Linked DNA regions of Cricetulus griseus: region 1 is linked to region 2. Evidence: chromatin contacts called from public Micro-C data. All regions are on one chromosome and are shown on one strand. Each heading gives the region's core, a stretch centred on a gene start, on an enhancer-like site or on the middle of the called end of the contact. The rest is flanking DNA. Distances are from core to core; before and after follow the strand shown. Region 1 overlaps Lamb1 (laminin subunit beta-1). Region 2 holds the start of Lamb1 (laminin subunit beta-1).

Region 1 (5,765 bases), core at 697-3,196, 45 kb after region 2:
GATCAGTGGCTAGATAGGCTCATGCACAACCCAGGAATTACTTCATGCATGATTTTAGAGCTTTCAAGAAACAGGGTCACCATGAGGAGCTTGTTTCCCTGGCTGTTCACAGAGGATCACTGATTCTTCCTTTTCTAGCTAATGCTTGGGTTAGAATTTTAACACCCAACTACACTGAAGTGATCTCATCTCTGTTTAGCTCCTCGCCTGCTCCACCCTGGTATGACTAGAAGCTAAGGCTCTCCTGCCCATTGTGCTATGGTCTCTGAGGCTGCTGCAGCAGTTTTGGGGAGCACATTTATACTTTTCCGGCTTCACAGTTAGAAGCCTGTTCCTTCTCTTTGGATCATAGACACTGGGCTTGGTAAATTACATAGTGATACTAACAAGTCATTGCTTGGTGGGTTGCCAGGATGGGGATGGTAATGACTTTGTGAACAGGCTTTCACAAAAGCTAAAATGAACAATGTACTTGGTTTTGTTTTCACATAGGCTCCAGATGTGATGACTGTGCCCCTGGCTTTTTTGGCAATCCCTCAGATTTTGGGGGGTCATGTCAGCCTTGTCAGTGTCACCACAACATTGATACTACTGATCCAGAAGCCTGCGACAAGGAGACAGGAAGGTGCCTCAAGTGCCTGTACCACACAGAAGGGGACCATTGCCAGCTCTGCCAGTATGGATACTATGGTGATGCTCTTCGGCAAGACTGTAGAAGTAAGATGCACATTCATTTAGCATGCCCACTGTGGTGACCACCACCACCACCACCCCTCTTTTAAAATCAGGGTTTGTTACTGGAGTACTTATTTCACAAGGAAAACCCTTGTTCAGTAAGGCAAAATTTCACATTCAGCAAATGAAAGATGAGACTAGATTTTTTTTTTTTTTAAATCTGTATATCTTCATTCTTTGGCAAGACAAGTCTCAAGATGTGGCTGTATGCCAGGGGAAATTGTGGCTGTCATCAAGATAAATGTCATGCAGTAGAGTGCATGGCACTGTGTGCTTTCCATGAATTTGCTGATTGAGCAGGTCTTAGAGACCTGAATTCCCACTGTGGGTGGGCAGCACCTTTCTGATGTCGGTGGTGGAGTAGGCCTCTCCCCTAAGGTAGAGAAAAAAGTAACAGCAATAAAATTGTCCAGACCTTATTTGTCTTATCAGGAGATCAGCCAGGCTGTCTGGCTACAAAGCCCACAGGCATCTGTTTTTGTTTAGAAACATGTGGAATGATGGGGACCGGCAGGACTGGATTCCTTAAAGTCTTTTTAGCTTAACAGGCCTTCTGCCTGCTGCTTCTGACATATGGCTGCTTCCTGCCAGGAGTTTGAAATCACTGAATGTCTCAATTCCTGCTGGTCTGTTTTTATAATTTCCAGTTAAATTTTTAAAGCTTGAAAATTTTCAAACTTTGAATCTTTTGAATCTTTATGTCTCGAAAATACTCCTAGACAAGCAGAAGTCTGCCATTACACTTGTGTGGACATGTCATCTGCCTGGGAAGTGCCAAATGCATAGTCATCATGAGAACTTCAAAGGATGCTAATTTTAGGCGTTTGTTTTAAAACTTGACTTTGGCTTTTTTTTCTTGCGTGTCAGCTTTGAGATTTGGAGAGAGAAAAGCCTAGCTGTTTGCATGTAACTAGCCTCTGCTTGCTGTGTGCCCGTAAATGTGACCAGATGTGCATTTGATCATGCTGTTCTGTTTCAGAGTGTGTCTGCAATTACCTGGGCACTGTGCAAGAGCACTGTAATGGCTCTGACTGCCACTGTGACAAAGCCACTGGTCAGTGCTTGTGTCTTCCCAATGTGATCGGGCAGAACTGTGATCAGTGTGCACCCAATACCTGGCAGCTGGCCAGTGGGACCGGCTGTGAGTCATGCAACTGCAATGCTGCACATTCCTTTGGGCCATCCTGCAATGAGGTGAGGGGTTGTGACTAAGGGTTGAGGCCTCTGAGAGGCTCAGTAACAACTAGTCCATGAGGTGAATTTGCCCCATATGGAGGAAGGCCAACACAGAGCACTCAGCTTGGCCAGCAGAGTATAGATTTGCTGCCAGTCCCTGTTTGCCCTCTTGGCTAAGGACAAGTTACTGTGCATGCTCATTTAGCATCCAGAGCATCCGTGTCAGGATAGTGTCCACCTATGGATGCAGACTCACATGTCATTTCTTTCCCTCGCCGGGCCCCTAATCAAACAGTTTTCAGAGCTGCTCTGATTGAAAGGAATTACATAGCCACTGGCAGCTTTGCAAAGTGCTGTCACTTGTGCTGGCATAGGCTAAAACTGACACTCTCCCGGAGTTGAGATGGCCTAGGATTGGTGTCCATCTATAGAAAAAGTGAGGATGCCAAAATCCTACCGTGCTAGAGACCTTTCCAAACCCCTTACAAGAGAATAGCTAGGAACTGCTGGTGTGACACCCTCTCCCCAGTCTGCACCACAGGTGTCCAGGTTCCACTTCTGTCACTTCACTGGGTTGGGACAAGTTACAAGTGGCTCCTCCTCTGAGAGCCCCTGACAGGTCTGTGTTTGGACTGCAGTTCACCGGGCAGTGTCAGTGCATGCCGGGCTTCGGAGGCCGGACCTGCAGCGAGTGCCAAGAGCTCTTCTGGGGAGACCCCGATGTGGAATGCCGAGGTGAGGCCAGACCCCAAGCTGATGCTTTGGTGGGATGGGCAAGAACAGGAGTTTTACATTTGCAAAGGCCTTCAGTCAAAATAACATAACAAGTTTGTGCTCTTCTTTTTTTTTCTTTTCTTTTAAAGAACTCCTAATCTAGCCTTGTGGATAAACATGACTAGTAAACAAAGGACGTGCTCATTTCTTCAGCCCCACACCGGGGTGGGGGTGGCATCTGTCTTGATACACACACAGGCAAGAATGCGTGAACACTCTACAGTGTATGCAGTCACTTTCTAAAAATGATTTTCAGCAAAGTGAGTCTACATGAGCCACGCATGCCTACAAGCTGACCTGTTTCCTTCTCTGAGCCATCCATGGGCAGGCAGCTTCCTTAATCGTGCGTGCATAGGTACAGTTATTATGATAAGATCTGTCGATTCCGAGACTCAAGCAGGCTCTGCAACAGGCTGTTGCTGCAGCCTCCTACAGTGAGACTAGAAGGGGGATATGGAGTGCAGTGGATTCGGCTGGGGTTCCGAGTCTGTGCAGTGTGATTCAAACCCAGATTCTCCTATAGGCAGAGAGCAATGGGACCTTCTCTTAATAGAAACTTACTGCCTGTAAATGCCACCAACGCTTATGAGTCTGAAGCAGGAAAGCAAAAATTCCAGGTCAATATAGCAAGAACCTATCTCAAGAAGCAAAAACAAAACAAAAAAAGGCCTACTTACTAAAAACCTATCAGTCAGAAGGGTTGATTGATTTTTATACTGTTACCAGTTTTTTTAACCAGGCAAGTTACTTTTCATACCTTAAAAAACATTTATAAAAAGATTTTATAAGCTGTTTAAGCTGGATGGTAGTGGCACATGCCTTTTAGTCCCTGCACTCAGGGAGGTAGAGGCAGGTGGATCTCTGTGAGTGCCAGGACATCCAGAGTAAACAGAGAAATCCTGCCTTTAAAAACCAAAAAAAAAAAAAAAAAAAGTTTAGCCTGCTTCCTATCCGTTTCCTACTTTTTCTTCCCTATGTTTTAAGCATATCTTTGGGTAAATATTTCCTATACTTTCTTACATGCTCCTTGATATATTTTTCTTTTAGGTCCTGTCTAACTCAAAATGTAAGAACGACCTTTTCCTCTTCTAGGTACAATGATAGATCTTTGACTAGTAGCTAACTCACATCTTATACACACATAGTTTTCAATATAATACACATAGAGTTTACTTTTAAAAGTTTAGTCTCAGATCTTTCCACATTGTCACTCTCAGATCCCAACTCTTCATCCCTTTAGCCCATCCACTAACGAGTTGTTTTCAAGCCCTTCAGAAATAACTGTTTCTGGATGTAGATTCAAGGAAAACAATGCCCTAAGAGAAATCGATAGGACCTGGATGGAGAAATTCTGTTTTTCCTTGCTTCCTCCTAAATCGTACCATCATTCCAACCTCCTCTATTTCAGATGGAGCCAGGAAGTTCTGTCTCCTAAAGGGTCAAAGTCCAGGGGAAAAGGTGCTTGACCTAGTTGTTCACATTGGCAATTTGCTTATAAAATGTTTTTGAACATATGGTTGACATTGTCTCTCCCAGTCTCTGAGACTAAACGGGGAAGGAAGGTTTGTAGAAATTTGTAGAAGAGGAGAACTGAGCCTATCACCACGATGGGTTTGTTGTTGCTCTTTGCCATGGGGTCACTCCATTTGCCTGTCTTCCTGCTGCACTTCAGGCAGACCCTTAAACAAGAATCTGTTGGGCCCTCAAATGCCATTGAGACTGAAAAATGCTCCGAATTTACAAAGCTCCCACAGAGACTGGAACTTGTATGGTTGGAGAATGGGGTTCACTGCCAGCCTGGGGCTGTGGGTGGCAACAAAGCTCCATGTTGGCTAAGGGCAGGGACAACAGTGCAGAGTAAGACACAGCTCAAGGCTCTTTGTACTGGGATACATCAACAATGGAAGGACCCCAGAGGGCAGCTAGAACAAGTGCCATCTGAAATTGAAGACCACACTCTTCTGGGATTATGTAATGAATTGCCAATGTATTCTCAGTTTAAACAGTTTGTTGGAGGGCACGAATTTAGACTTTCTTCTGCCATCCAGAAACTGTACTTGTAGAAGGACTTAGGTCATAGCTCAGTCGTCTCCTTATGGGAAAAAATGTAGTTTTGTGAAAGACAAATGATTGTGGCCTCCAGCATACAAATGGTTGAATGTTCCTATTGTTCAGGCAGCCTGGGGCTCTCAGCCTATTGTGCCAACTCTGAACAAGACCACAACTGTGCTGGGATGGAAAGTCTCATCTACCCAGTGCTGAACTTGCTAGTTCAGTCTGCAGCCGGAAGCTTTGTTCTGCACCCTGCAGGGGTCGAGGTCCCAGGAGGAATCTTTCTGTCTATTCATAGATGGCAAAGGGAAGAGTGCAGTGTGCCCTTGTAAGGCCACAGGCTCCTTAGAAGGCCAGTGGCTTTCTAACCAGTGAAACTGCAGCATCGAGGCATAGGCATGGGTACTGGGTAGTGGGCTGGGAGACTCCTGGGTTATAACACTTGCCTCCTATGTGGGAAGAGCTAATTTCCATTCCTCAATACCACAGAAAAAGAAGGAAATACCATACATTCCTTGCCTACATATTCATTCTTCTTCCACAATTTACTCCCCTCCCTGCTCCCTCTACCCTTTGAGATAGGGACTCATGTAGCCCAGACTGGCCTTGAACTCTTTATCCTCTTGTTTTGACTCCCCAAGTGCTACAGTTATAAGGGTACATCGCCAAATCCAGCCTACCTACCTTTTATTGTTACTTCCATTGTGACTCAGGAAGTAAGACTGTTTGAGATTTTAGAGCACCCTAAGTTCAGTTAGCAAGAGGTCCTATCTTTTATAATCCTAATAATAGAACCCAGAGTACTTGTTGGTAAATAAAGCTTTGCATTCATTCCCTGATAGGTTGTTTATGGTTCCTTTGTGCTCCAATGCCAGACTTAATAGTCCAGACTGGCAGAATGGCCAGCAAAGCAAAGCCTGGCATGTTTACTCTTTTAGTCTTTACTAAAGCTGAAATCAGTTATCCTTCAGCTTCATTCCAGAACTGAGGTTTTGTCAACAAGGCCAGAAAAAAAAAAAAAGAAAAAA
Region 2 (6,258 bases), core at 1,739-4,238:
TCGCTCTGAAGACCAGGCTGGCCTCGAACTCACAGAGATCCACCTGCCTCTGCCTCCTGAGTACTGGGATTAAAGGCGTGCACGACCAACGCCCCGCTAAGACATACTCTATAGCTTCTGAAGAAGAGAATTAGGATCAAGGCTGTACCTTCCAAGACTGGGGAGTACTGAGTACTGGGGAGGAGTTGGCTGGAGAGGAGAAGATCTGGAAATAATACCAAGAGGCATACAGCAACTAGTTGCTAAGAAATCACAGTAGGATCACACAATTGGGTCAAAGAGAGTGAAGGAGATGTATCCATGATTTACAAGCTGGGCTGGCTTTGTTGACACTCGTTTTGTACGTTAACATTCAGGAGAGCCCTATCCTAGGTCAATGCTGTGCTGCCACTCACTATTAATATGGCTTTAATAAAGGAGTTCTACATTTGTGCCCTGCTGGCCATGCCATGGCTATGTCTGGCTTTCTGTCTGGAGGTAAGGGGTGGACCATGGCACAAATAGTCCAAATAAGAAATAACTTATCCCAGGCGGTGGTGGCACATGCCTTTAATCCCAGCACTTGGGAGGCAGAGGCATGCGGATCTTTATGAGTTTGAGGCCAGCCTGGTCTACAGAGCGAGTGCCAGGACAGGCTCCAAAGCTACACAGAGAAACCTTGTCTCAAAAAGCAAAAAACAAACAAAAAAGAAAGAGCTTGTTCTATGAGGGTGGGTGAAGAGATGAGCTCAGTTTTGCATGAAGTTTATGTATCTATTCATCAAAGTGGAGCTACTTGGTGGCCTGTTACAAACTAGGTGCAAATTCTGAGTCAGATACTGGGGACAGACATGAATTCAAGAAGAGGGAGACTGGGCCAGTTGGTGGGGAACCTGGATATGAATGAACGTGTGTGGGGGGAATAAATGATGAAGATACAACCTTTAGGAACACTGGTATTTAAGGGATCAGAGATGGTCAAGAGAAATGGAAAGTATCAAATCCAGTAAGAAACATTCAGAATCATGTCCTAGAAGCCGGGACTAAAGGAGACTTCAAGAGGAAGGGTGTGGCCCTGAAGTATATGCCCCTAAGAGATCAAAGAGGACCCCAGGGTCTGTGGATATGTGTAGTATGGTGGAGATGAAAGCGAGCAGGACAGTAGTGGGGCAAAGGAGGAACCGTGAGGAAACAGAGAACCCAAGGACAAGAGCCTGGGCTGCAGAGAGGAAGGTATGGAGGACAGGGGAGTGTAAGGTAAACTCAGGGCTCCTTTCACTTCTAATGAAGGCAAAGGAATCCAGCAAGTTTTTATGTGAGCACATCTCTCTTAGGAGATAAGAGGAGGGATTAGGGAGCGCCAGACTCAATGAGACACTGTCTCAGTAAATAAGAACAACTGAGAAAGACACCAGACCTCAACTGCTGTCCTCCATGTATACATGCACCACACACAAACACAAATAACTCCTTTTTTGTTTTTGCTGTTGTTGTTTGGTTGGTTGATTTTTAGTAGTGTTAAATTGACTTGGGGGAGTGAGGTGGTCAGGAGAGCAGCCATCTCTTGAAGAGTGCTGAAGGTAACTGACTTGCCGCTGGCACAGTCCTGAGGCCAGTCTCAGAACTGAATGGCACAGCACTTGCAACTGGGGTGGATGAAAAGCTAATATAAAACTGATCCAGGGCCCTGAAAGCTGATCAAGGAGAAAAAAAGTCTGCATCTGACTACTTTTCTGTTGATCTATATAGAGCGCAGTCCTACAGTAGACCCTTTCAATAGTAGGGTACTCTCTCAGTGCAGCCCTAAAGGATCCCAAACATCCAAGAGGTTGGAGAAAATGCAGCAGAGTAAGTGCTAACTTGGTGAATAATTAATGCACATTTCTAAACTTGAAAAACAGCTTATTCTATGGTCCAATGGTTAGAAACTTCCCTAGTCCCAATCTAATTGCAGCTAAATTAAAAACTGACCAATCAGCCACTTAATCCAGTCTTGAGACGGCTGAAAACTAATCAGTTCTGACTGGTCTAACAGCTGACTGATGCTCCCCTCATTCAGGGCAGGACTAAAGAAAGCTTTAAGGCTTTAAGTTGGGATTTTAGGAAGGTTTGGGGTCTGTTCCCCAATCTCTTTTTCCTTTCTAACCCTTAGTAATGGGGACCTTCTGCTTACCTCCACTTAACCTTATTCAGTGCTTCGAGAGGCATTCTTAGAGCCCTCCCTCTCCACTTGGGCACAACATGGAGTTCCTAGCAGGACTCTGTTTTGCAGTATGGAGAAGGGCGTCTCATCAAAACCCCCCAGTTTCTGGCCGTGCCAACCTTTCTACCCTGGGGTGGGAAAAGAAAATCGATAATTTACCTGAGTTCAGGTAAGACGTGGGCTATTAACTTGGTGTGTGTTTGAACAAATAATTCAGAGCCATGACTCCCTGGGTAGCAGGGTCTGTAGGTATGTCCTGAATAAATTCGTGCGCTAAGAATGTGCAGCTAATGATGTCCTCTCTGTGAAACAGGTTTCACACCTATGCTACACCACACATATAGCATACACGCAAAGCTCTAGCTCTTTCATTCTGAGATGTCGGTTAACGACAGCTCAAGTTCCTAAGAGGCAAGCAGTTTGACCCTTTCTCTAAAGGCTTAACCCAACCCACCTTCCCCCAGCGCTAGGTGCCTCGGGCTCACTTGGTGGCTTACTTCTGACAAAAGTAAATGCACGAGTCCGCGGGAGGTCCTGGGGGGAGGGGGCTTTGCTGGCTGACCTGTACACCCACCTCTAGGACCAGCCCCAACGCATCCCTCGGGAACCCGCTCCGAGCGCTCGCTTGGGAAGCGCGCCCAGGAGTGAACCCACCAGCCCACGCTTTGCACCAAAGCCCTACTGCGCCCGCAGATGCTGCCTTAAAACAAAAGAGGCGCCTAGGGAGGTGGGACCCGGACCTCAGCCCCCACCCCTTGCTGCCTCCCGCCCCTTCGCCCCCCCACCCCCACCCCGCTCTCCGTGTGCGCATGAGCAGAGGCGCCTCCCTCGGTTCCTCCCAAGGCGAAACTTTGTAATTCCCTTCTTTGGGCCGGTGGGCTGCCAGGAACCCAAAGAGCGCTCCTCCGGCCGGCAGAGGAGAACAAAGTATCTAAGAGACTTGACCCCTTCCTGGCTCCAGCACTCCACGCCGGTGGGAGCTGCGGGAAATGGAAGAGCCCTTCTCCTCTCTCTCAACATCTGCCTTTCCCCCCCTCTACCTCTCCAGAAAGGAAGACAAGAAGAAAAGGCAGGCAGCTTGCCTGCGGCGACCTCCTTCCCCTGCCGCGTCCCCTCGGCTACAAGGACTGGACATGGGGCTGCTCCAGGTGTTCGCCTTCGGTGTCCTAGGTAACTCAGGCGAAGGGCTTGGGGGGAGGGGTGTGCTCCGGCATTAGGGAAGAAAATCCCCAAACCGGTTTTCTCCTGCTTTGAAGGGAACCTTGGTGGATCGGGAGAGAGGGAATGGTTGGAAATGACCCCCCTGGGATCGGTCGCCACAGCTCTCGGCTCGGTGGTGGTCGAGGACGCACACACCGAGGTCCGCCGACCCGTATCCCCGGGTTCTGCGTACAGAGCTCGCAGTCCTTCGGACCCCCGAGGCGATCGCTCCGGGGCTTTGCACCCTCTACCAGTTCGCGCTGTTTCCCCACCACCGAAGTCAGGCCCCCTGGCATGGCTGGGCAGGCTGCCGAGGATCCTCGAAAAACCCATTACGCACAAAAGTGTCAGAGCCCAGAACAGGCTTCGTCTTGGGAACAGTTTGGGGCCATGTGGCTTTAATTAACTATCGCTGTTTGTCTTGGGGTGGCACCATTAAGAGCTGAGCCGGGTGCTTTGCTGGAATGGCGAAGCGTTGAAGCCACTACCGAACTGCAGAGACACACCAGCTCAGGGAATTGGCTTCTACCACAAACGCAGTGCCTCACCCGGCGTGATCGCCGGTGACCCTGGCGCGTGCACGAGTATATAGTCTTGTGTCCCCACGCCCACAGATTTACCCCACTCGCACCGAGGATGTGCGCACTGCCATGTGCTCTCGGGATCTCTCGAGCGGGTGTGCAGCGCGTGGCGGAGCCCACCTCACTGCGCCCTGGCCCAGGCACTTCTAAGTGGCCGGGTCACAACGTCCACCTTTCGCGGACGGGCTGATTGGCTGGGGCAGATCATAGTAGACAAAAGAGTCTGGTGGATTTCCTTGGTGATGCGCTCAGCTGACTGCTGGTCAAACCTAACGACATGTCTGTTTTTCTTTCCTCTCCCTTCTCTCCTTGCCCTGCCTTCTCTGGCGCTCATTTCTCTTCTGTGTTTTTCGATATATTCTTTCTTCTGAATCCTTTCTGTCTGCCCCCCTGCTCTGTGTGTGTGTGTGTGTGTGTGTGTGTGTGTGTGTGTGTGTGTGTGTGTGTGTGTGTGTGTGTGTGTGTGTGTGTGTGCGCGTGCGCGTGCGTGTGTTTTCCGCTCTGACTTGTGTCTTGCTTTCTTCTTCCTTCCCCTAACGTTGTGGTAGCCCTGTGTGGTACCCGAGTGCATGCTCAGGAACCAGAGTTCAGCTATGGCTGCGCAGAAGGCAGCTGCTACCCTGCTACTGGCGACCTTCTTATTGGCCGAGCTCAAAAGCTCTCAGTGACCTCGACATGCGGACTGCACAAACCAGAGCCCTACTGTATTGTCAGCCACCTCCAGGTAAGGCGGGTCTGGCTGGTGAACACACTGTGGGCTGCATCCTCCTCCGCCTCCTGGCTGACCAAAGGGGCATGCCCAGGAGACTTCACATCCTGCTCTCAGTTCAAATAGGAGAACAGCCAGCAAAAGAGCCCGGGGATCAGGCCGGTAGCTCACCCTGTCTTCCCAGGTTCAGTTTGCACAGTCGCATCCGCCAAACATTTCCTGCCACCGCCACCTATCAGTAGGGGAAGCCCGGGCTGCAGAGGAGCTTGGCCTCTGTCCTGTGCCCTTGTAGGGCCCTGCGTGTTTGCTGGTGCTGTTTGTTCAAGCCCTTTTGAAAGTGTGTTGAAGATAGTTCAATCATCGTCTTTGTGTGCTGACCGATGGTGTTGGGTTTTCCATCTTTCATTTGAGTATAAGGATGTCCCAAGCACTGAAGCCTTGTGAGGATCAGACACACTTCCTCATTGAAAAAAATGCCCTGGTTGTCATGGCATTGTGATGGTGGAAGACCAAAATGAAATTTCTGGGCTGTGCCTGCTTCTAAACGTGGACTCAGGTTTTAGATTCCAGAAGCCATACTTATATAAGAGCTAATATGAAAGAAAGAACATCATATAGTATCTTGAAGCAGAATCTGTTTGCTCAGTCTTTTCCCCCAGCTCCCATCCCCTGGGAAAAATAAAAACAGACTGCAAAAGATACAGTAACAGAAGGTGTTATTCTCACATGCAGGGAAACTTGCAAAGTGATTGCATGCAGAACCCTCTCAGTCCACCCAGGCTTGTGAGTAACTGTGCTTCATCAGGACAGTGACCTGGGATTTGTTAGCACATGTAATAAAATGGAGTTCCAATGTGGCAAAGTGGATTCTACTTCATTTGCTTCCAGATTTATAGAGACCTGTCTAGACTGCTTCCTCCTGATTAGAAGAGAGGCTATAATTAAACTTTTTTTTTTTAAGTTCTGGTAATTGTTCTTCAGTACTAGTTTCCTTGACTACAAGTTAACGAAAGCAATTAATGTTACCTTTTCTAATATTAGCATTTCAGTTTCACCTAAACTGTCTTGCTAACATTCACTTCAGAGGTCGGGGGATTTTGTCAGTGAATCACCAGACTCTGAAATCAGCCTTGCCCACAGTGAAAACTGCACTTAAAAGCAAGTAGAGCCAGACTCCCTGGGTTGTATGATTATCTGTGATACTATAGAGTGCCTGTCACAGATCTCAAGGTCTTCTCTTTCTGAAATGAGCGGGTATAAAAGGAAAGCAGGCAACTGTAGTTCCTGATCCCTTTGGTCTTGGCCCTGATTGTTCCATGATTCCTGCCCTCCACCCTCATCTTCAAATCATTTTTGTCAAGAAGCTACATAAATACAATTGTAAAATTACAGTCTGTATTAGCTTTATATCATCACCCTTGACCAAATCCTGTTTATGTGATATTTATTAGTCTGTGGCTATTTCAGGCTTAACATCATTTTTTTAGGTGTAAAATAATCTGTATTCAGAAAATAAAGGCATAGAGCCAAGCTCCATATGGGAAAGGAATCCCTAACTGTTCTGTTTATGGCTCACTATAACATAC

Evidence for each region. A called contact is a pair of places that touch in the nucleus more often than the background predicts.
Region 1: a contact with region 2 is called in a Micro-C map of the CHO-K1 cell line, with 2.0 times the contacts expected there. The contact joins the enhancer-like site here to the promoter of Lamb1 in region 2. A contact is called at or near these places in 2 of 8 Hi-C or Micro-C datasets (both in the CHO-K1 cell line).

Annotation. Positions count from the first base shown.
Region 1 is chr5:168,805,360-168,811,124 of CriGri-PICRH-1.0, forward strand. Lamb1 (laminin subunit beta-1) reads left to right here. Exons shown (of 34, transcript XM_027416975.2): 22 at 493-717; 23 at 1,715-1,929; 24 at 2,550-2,646. Among named protein-coding and RNA genes, the nearest start is that of Dld, 46 kb to the right of the region's middle. Within about 2 kb of position 1,947, at least 2 of the 6 cell types and tissues checked have open chromatin away from gene starts, as enhancers often do. A contact at or near this core is called in the CHO-K1 cell line, where this site is marked.
Region 2 is chr5:168,759,072-168,765,329 of CriGri-PICRH-1.0, forward strand. It overlaps Lamb1 (laminin subunit beta-1), which reads left to right and starts at 2,989. Exons shown (of 34, transcript XM_027416975.2): 1 at 2,989-3,109; 2 at 3,231-3,352; 3 at 4,512-4,687. The coding sequence starts at 3,316.